Regions from separate parts of the Ovis aries genome. Here region 1 is linked to region 2. A link is a contact called in public Hi-C data. All regions are on one chromosome and are shown on one strand. The core of a region is the stretch at or near the end of the contact, and the rest is flanking DNA. Distances in the headings are between cores, read along the strand shown.

Region 1 (3,587 bases), core at 747-3,246, 270 kb after region 2:
ATAAAATCTCTAGTAGTATGCATTTATAAAAATACACCTTCCAGCTTTGAGAAAATGAGAGAAAGGAGGCTTTTATATGCACTTAGTAACCTTCAGTGCTATTTATATTCTCCTTTCACAACATCACTTTTATACTTTACAATTTTTTTCAAAAATCCTGATCACACAATAAAGACAAACTATATTCATCTTGTAATGTCAGGATACTCTGCAACTGAATGGTTCCAGAAACTTCGAAGAGCGAAATGAAAGCTTTTTCACAAAATTAAATCTTTACACCAATGCCTATCAATTACTCATAGTCCTCATCAATAAATATGTCAGAAAAATACTGAATACCTCCAATAAACACTGCTGCTGCTGCTGCTAAGTCGCTTCAGTCGTGTCCGACACTAAAACAAAACTAACGCGGTATGTTCGGTTTTCTTATTACTCTGGCAATTGTTCTTGCTGTGTTATTATTCTGGACTGCTGCTGCTAAGTCACTTCAGTCGTGTCCGACTCTGTGCGACCCCACAGACGGCAGCCCACCAGGCTCCCCCAACCCTGGGATTCTCCAGGCAAGAACACTGGAGTGGGTTGCCATTTCCTTCTCCAATGTGTGAAAGTGAAGTCGCTCAGTCGTGTCCGACTCTTAGCAACTCCATGGACTGCAGCCCACCAGGCTCCTCCGTCCATGGGATTTCCCAGGCAAGAGTATTGGAGTGGGGTGCCATTGCCTTCTCCTGATTGATTATTCTGGACTAGCCCGTTTTATTAACGTGCTCAAGCCTGTGCTATCCTCACTTGTTCAACTGTTTGTGAGCAGTCACACGGAGATCTCCAATTCAAAGACTGCCCGGGCTGTCTTAAAGTTCAAATGTGCACTGTGCGTTCTATTCCTTCATTCATGCATCTGGCAAACACGGACTGCCCACTAAGAGTCAAGCACTGCAGTTTTCTGTAACCCAGGACACTACCCGTCTGTGAACTGTTTGGCACTGGTTCACAAGGGGCTAAGTACAGAAATTGGGAGTTTATTTTTATACAGTTTAATACTGCCAACTTTATGTCTGCTAGCTCGCTAGCTCAAAAAAATCTAATTTGTATTTCTGCCTATTTCTTCCATTTCACCTATCTAATAATTTTATCGTACTTTACAGAATTATTGGCTGGGGCAGATGGATTTTTTTTTAAGGTCATTTACAGAAAAAGTGAAGCACTGATAGGTTAAATTACTTGCTCAACTTCATAGTGACACTAATTCTGTCATTTACCTATCCACTGACTTGAGAAATATTTCTGAAGAGCCTGGGACACCAGACACTAAGCTCCACGCTGCAGCTACTGTGCACCAGAGAAGCCGAGAGCCCAGCCTCTTCCAGCGTGAGTCCCACTCGGAGTCCCAGGAGTCGCCCTAGACGCGCCGCCGGCAGCTCTCGCTGCTGGTTTCCCTTCTAGCACTCAATTCAGAAGACGCGTGCAAAGGAGTGCGGACAACGCAGGCCCAAAATGTAGATACCATACAGAAATACAACAAACCGAGGAAAAGCACGAACGCACACTGTTCCAAGTGACCAGCCCAGACTTTACTTCCTACGCTGGGCCCCGCCCCCGGCCCCGCCTCTCGGTCTCACCCAACTTAGCCGAGCCCAACAACGACGTCAAACTCCGCCCTGCCCCCCGGTTCCATCCTGACTCCGCCTTCAACCCCGCCTCCAGACTCCGCCCCCAGCTCCGGCCCCGCCCGCCAACGAGTGCCTGGCTTAGCTCTCGCGACTCACCCTCGTCCGGCCGAGCTCCGCCTTCCGCTGCAGCTCCGAGAGCCGTTCCAAAGCGCTCGCGAAGCCGCCTGGGCGCGGCCTAGGCTCCGTGGAATCAGAACTCTCGCTTCCGGAGCCACTCTCAGTGCCTGCTCCTCGACAGGATCGAGAGAAGAGAAACACTCGCAGAAAATGACTCTCGGCAGTCACGGCACGGGTCCGACACAGCGCCGCCATGACGGATCCACGACCTCTGACCTTTGGCTTCTCCGCAAGCGCGCAGGTCGCGGGGCGGAGCAACGAGGGGCCGCCCATTGCAGAGCCCCGTGGGCGGTGGGCGTGGTCTGGTCGGTGGTTCGGCCAAGTGTGGGTCGAGAGAGCTTCTGGTTGGTGGAGAAAATCTTTGATGGCTAGCAGCTAGCCCCTGGTAGCAGCGGCCCGCTAAGTTTTTCCTGGAAAGCCTTCTGACTCGCAGCGATTTCGCCCTCCGAGGTACCCCTTGGGCCTTGTGCTGCTGTAAATTCTAGTAATGCGACACTTGCTACCCCCGCCTCCCTCGTCCTTCCCCAGAATGTCCGAAGGTTCTTACCCCCACCGCTCTTCAGGGCTTTGCTCAACTGCGAGGTTCTCCTTGACTATCTTACGTAGAATAGGAACTCCAAATACTATCGGACCCCCGCCACTTAACACTTATTAATATGCCATGTAGTTTACTTACAATAATTGTGCTTAGCATGTGCTCTGAAGTTATGAACTCTATTGGGAAAGACTGATGCTGGGAGGGACTGGGGGCAGGAGGAGAAGGGGAACGACAGAGGATGAGATGACTGAATGGCATCACTGACCCGATGGACGCGAATCTAAGTGAACTCCGGGAGTTGGTGATGGACAGGGAGGCCTGGCATGCTGCGATTCATGGGGTCGCAAAGAGTCGGACATGACTGAGCGACTGAACTGAACTGATGACGGCAGGAATTGTGCTGTTGAATCCCTGACAGCGAGCACGTGGTAGGGCTTAACCATTTGGGGATCCAAGTGTGTCCTTCTTTGCCTATTCTGTGGTCAGCCCAGCCATGTTACAAAAATACTAATTTGAGACGTTTTGGGTCACCTCTGGCTGCAATCCTTTCTCTTAGGGAGTAAGTTCCTAATGCCTAGATATGCACTACCCAGAGGACCCACGCTCACTTATGATTTTCTCCCTTCCGGCGCCATGTTAATTGCCAGAATTGCCCACCTTCTTCAAAACTGAGCTGAATACCACAGTTGTGTTAATGAATTAAGCTGTCCATCCTTCTACCCAGCATTTTTATAATACACAATTATTTACTTGAGCAAGTACTGTTCCATCGCATTTGCAAGTACTTTGTGGTGAGGAATTTTTATGTATGACCCCAGACCCTGTAATAATGCTTTTGACTGTGAGACTTTTGTTTTTGGCCAGGCCAGGCATCTTGTAGGGAGCTTATTTTCCTGACCAGTGACTAAACCCTGAACTGGACAGTGAAACCTCAGAATCCCAGCCAGTGGGCCCACCAGAGAATCCCCAATAATGCTTTTGACTATGGATTTTAAAACTCTGATATTCTCCTCAATTGTGTAGACAGTAGAAAGAACACAAGTGGACTAACCTTTGTTGTTCAGTTGCTTAGTCGAGTCTGACTTTATGACCCAGTGGACTGTGGCACACCAGGCTGCCCTGTCCATCACCATCTCCCAGACCTTACTCAGACTCAAGAAGCTGAAGTTGAATGGTTCTGTGAAAATCTACAAGACCTCCTAGAACTAACATCTAAAAAAGATGTCCTTTTCATCATAGGCAATGCCAAAGAATGCTCAAACTAC
Region 2 (3,321 bases), core at 357-2,856:
CCACCTTCCTTGGGGTTTTCTCTACTTCATCACAACAGGTTTCTTTCCTCAAGAGTCATGTGCCAGGTTATTCTTTAAGAATCTTGTATATGAAATTAAGACCATATTTAAAAAAAAAAAAAAAAGGCTTTTTCTCCAAAAGGTTAATAAACAAATGTGGTTTGAGCTACCAGACCAGAGCTGTCACAACTTTAGCTGTCACACGTAATAGGTATTTTCCAAAAGAAGGTGCATACGCTTAATTTGCAGAGGGCTGGGGTGATGAATTCACTGGAGAAAACCTATGTGCACGTGAAAGCACACCGACAGGCAACCCCCCACACAACACACCGTTCTCTCTCCACCCCCAAAGCGCACAGTAAAAATAAAGCAGCGACTGCACCAATCCTAGCCGTCTAGCCGTTGGTAGCTGATCACTCTGCCCCCAGACACTCAGACGCCCCACCGGACTAGAGACGTACCTTTCCCTCCTGCAGTGTGTAGCATTTTCAGGTGATCTACCGTCATCTGCAGGATCTCGGCTTTTTCTAGCTTGGCAGACCCCTAGAGAAGGAAACAACAACAAAAACCTGATTTGGCACCTACTGCCTTTGGGGAACAACTTGAAATATATACGCATAGATGTGCTCTGCAAATCATAAAAGCATAGACAACAGCAAAATAAATTATCTTCGCAAAACATGTTGGAATCTGGACGAATTTATTTCCTTCTCACAAACGCGGTTATTTTCCAAGGCACGGGTGAGGTTCAGATTAATGAGCCTAAGGATTCTGAAGGCGTGGATAACTACACCGAGAGAGCTACCTACTTTCTTCATTACCTGCTTCTCAAAAGCACTGGGTACCAGCCTCCTCAGCTCAGACAAACTGTTATTGATCCGGTCTCGTCGGCGCTTCTCAATAATCTGGAGAAAGCAGGCAAAACAACGGGAGATATTTCCATTACGACTGTAAATTCTAAAGTGAAGAAAGGTGGTTCTTCCCGTTAATTAATAAAACAAACACCCCCCCTCCCCAAAAAAAAGGGTGCACTGTAAAGAGACTCACGCCTCTCCGTCTTTTCCTGGCCAAGATCTGTGAAGATGTAGTTGGGGACATGGACCCTAAAGCTGAACTCAAGTTCCTAAATGAAGAGTGGGGGGAAAAAAAAAAACAGGAATCGCCGTTAAGCGAGAGGAGGTGATCTGAGAGGTCGCCCCCACGCCCTACCCGTACTCAGATTTTTTAGGCAACTTGGGCTTGAAAGCACCTCCGGGTCATTCACCCGGGGCGGAGGCCTGCCGGAGATGCACAGAGGTCAGTGCAGGGCGCCGGCGTGCCCCGGGCCCTCGTGCGCTGTCACCGAGGCCAGCCGACGCTAGCCTCTCGCCGCCAACTCACCCATTCTCATCCGCACTCTCCTTTTCCACCTCGATGGTCTCGTCCAGCTCGCTATCCGAGGAGCTGTACTCAGGGTGGGCTCGCTTCATGCTGGCTGAGCGGGGAATCTGGGGGAGGGTCGGCGCGGCGGGCAGGGAGGAGTTAACTGCAGCGGCGCCTCTCCGCGCTCGACTGCTCGCGTTCCGCACACACTGGTCCGGCTCACGCTCTGCCTCCGGTTAAAACTCAACCATCCCTTTCCCACGCTGCGCCCCTTCCCAGGGCCCAGGGGAGGGCGGGGGAGTGGAGGGGGTGGACGAGGGGGCGGGGGGGCGGGGCGGTGGCTCCCGGGCAACAGCCTTCCCTCGGCCAATCCGGCTTCTCGCTCCTCTGATTGGCAGCCTCTCAGGAGAGGGGCGGGGGCGAGGCCGAGGCCGAGGGCGAACCCCAGGCCCGCCCTCCCCGCCCGCCCCTGCCCGGCGGCGGTGTGTCGGCTCCGCAGGGGCTCCACCGGGCCTCCGCTGGGGGGAAGGAGGCGGCGCGGGCGGCGCAGGGCCGGCGGCGGGCAGGCGGGGGAGGCCGGGCCGGGACACCAGCCCGCCGTCGGCCGCGGCCCCGCCCCGCCCCGCGCGCCCCGATTGGCCTGGCCGCACGCCAGGGCCGCGCCTGCAGCGCCGCCGGTGAGCCGCACGCGCCGCGGGCCGTGGGAAAGTGCCGGCGCCGCGGCCGCCAGCCAATCCGGGCGACCGACGGCGGCGACGGCGGCCGCGCTGGCGGCGGCGGCGGCGGCGCTGGGCGTCCGCATGAATGGAGAAGAATGGGCAGGCGGGGGAGCGGGGCCGCGTGAGGGCGCGCCGGCGGGGGCTGGGCGGCCGCGGGCCAGGCCCCCCGTGTGAACCTGTAATCGGAGCCTGGGCGCCGGGCAGCCCCGGAAGCCGCCGCCCTGCGCCGCGGTAAATCTCGGCTGCCGGGCCGCCGGTGTCCGGCGGCGGGAGGCGCACGCCGCAGGCGAAGCCGGGTTCGAAGCACCTGGCCAGGCGGCGCGCCGGACGCCGGGCGGAGGGTGCGGGGCGCCAGGAGAGCGGCCGCCGGGGCGCCGTACACTGTGGCCACTAGCCCGGGGCCCCGGATGCTTACAGGGGAAGATGTGGTTTCGGGAAATGTTCTTTTTCGGGTTTTGGAGCTGTGTACTCACTAGCAGACGGACTAGCTTCCGCAGGGGCTTCCCAGCCTCCGAGATGGAATAAATTCCCCTGTGCCTCTGGGATCCGGGGAAATGGAGCGCTTGTTTGCTGGGCCAGCTGGGGCGGGGGGGCAGGGGTGGACGGATGGCGGCGGCGGGGGTGGGGGTGGGGGGGCAGCTGGGGCTCTTTTTTTTTTTTTTTCCAGGCGTTGGCGGCCAGATCCTGTCAGCGGGCGACAGGGTGGCGGGACTCAGCGTTTGCGTCTGGGGCCGCCCTCGCTGCTGAGATTCACATCTCTGACCACCAGACACACACGCGCCCCCTGCACACCTCCTGCCTCGGGGGTGGAGTGGCGGGTACTGGGTGCTACGTGTAGTTCCCAGGCCTCAAGGAGATAGATGTTTTACAAATACATATTGTATATCTCGGACTGCTTCCTGATTTGTAGGAGGTTGTTCTGAATTTAGGAATCCAGGCATCTCTCTCCCCTGACAAAGGAGCAGAGCAGTACATGTTCCTCTGAAGTCCACTCTTGGGGACTGCAGTCTTTCAGTGATGGAACGCCTGGTAAATATTGTTGAGCATGACAGAAACATTGTCACCTTTGCAAGTTGCTTGTCCGTTTCTATACCCGCGGTGGCTCAGACGGTAAAGCGTCTGCCTACAACGCGGGAGATCTGGGTTCCTTCCCTGGGTTGGGAAGATCTCCTGGAGAAGGAAATGGCAACCCACTCCAGTATTCTTGCCTGGAAAATCCCATGGATGGAGAAACCTGGTA

Evidence for each region. Hi-C and Micro-C count contacts between places; a contact is called where the count stands out from the background.
Region 1: a Hi-C map of muscle shows a contact between it and region 2, with 4 times the contacts expected there. The contact joins the promoter of MRPS28 here to the promoter of HEY1 in region 2. A contact is called at or near these places in 6 of 16 Hi-C or Micro-C datasets (hypothalamus, liver, mixed tissues and 3 more).

What each region holds. Positions count from the first base shown.
Region 1 is chr9:56,319,748-56,323,334 of ARS-UI_Ramb_v3.0, forward strand. It overlaps MRPS28 (mitochondrial ribosomal protein S28), which reads right to left and starts at 1,997. Exons shown (of 3, transcript XM_027973077.2): 1 at 1,764-1,997. The coding sequence starts at 1,979.
Region 2 is chr9:56,052,360-56,055,680 of ARS-UI_Ramb_v3.0, forward strand. It overlaps HEY1 (hes related family bHLH transcription factor with YRPW motif 1), which reads right to left and starts at 1,607. Exons shown (of 5, transcript XM_042254355.2): 1 at 1,381-1,607; 2 at 1,048-1,123; 3 at 810-905; 4 at 462-543. The coding sequence starts at 1,469.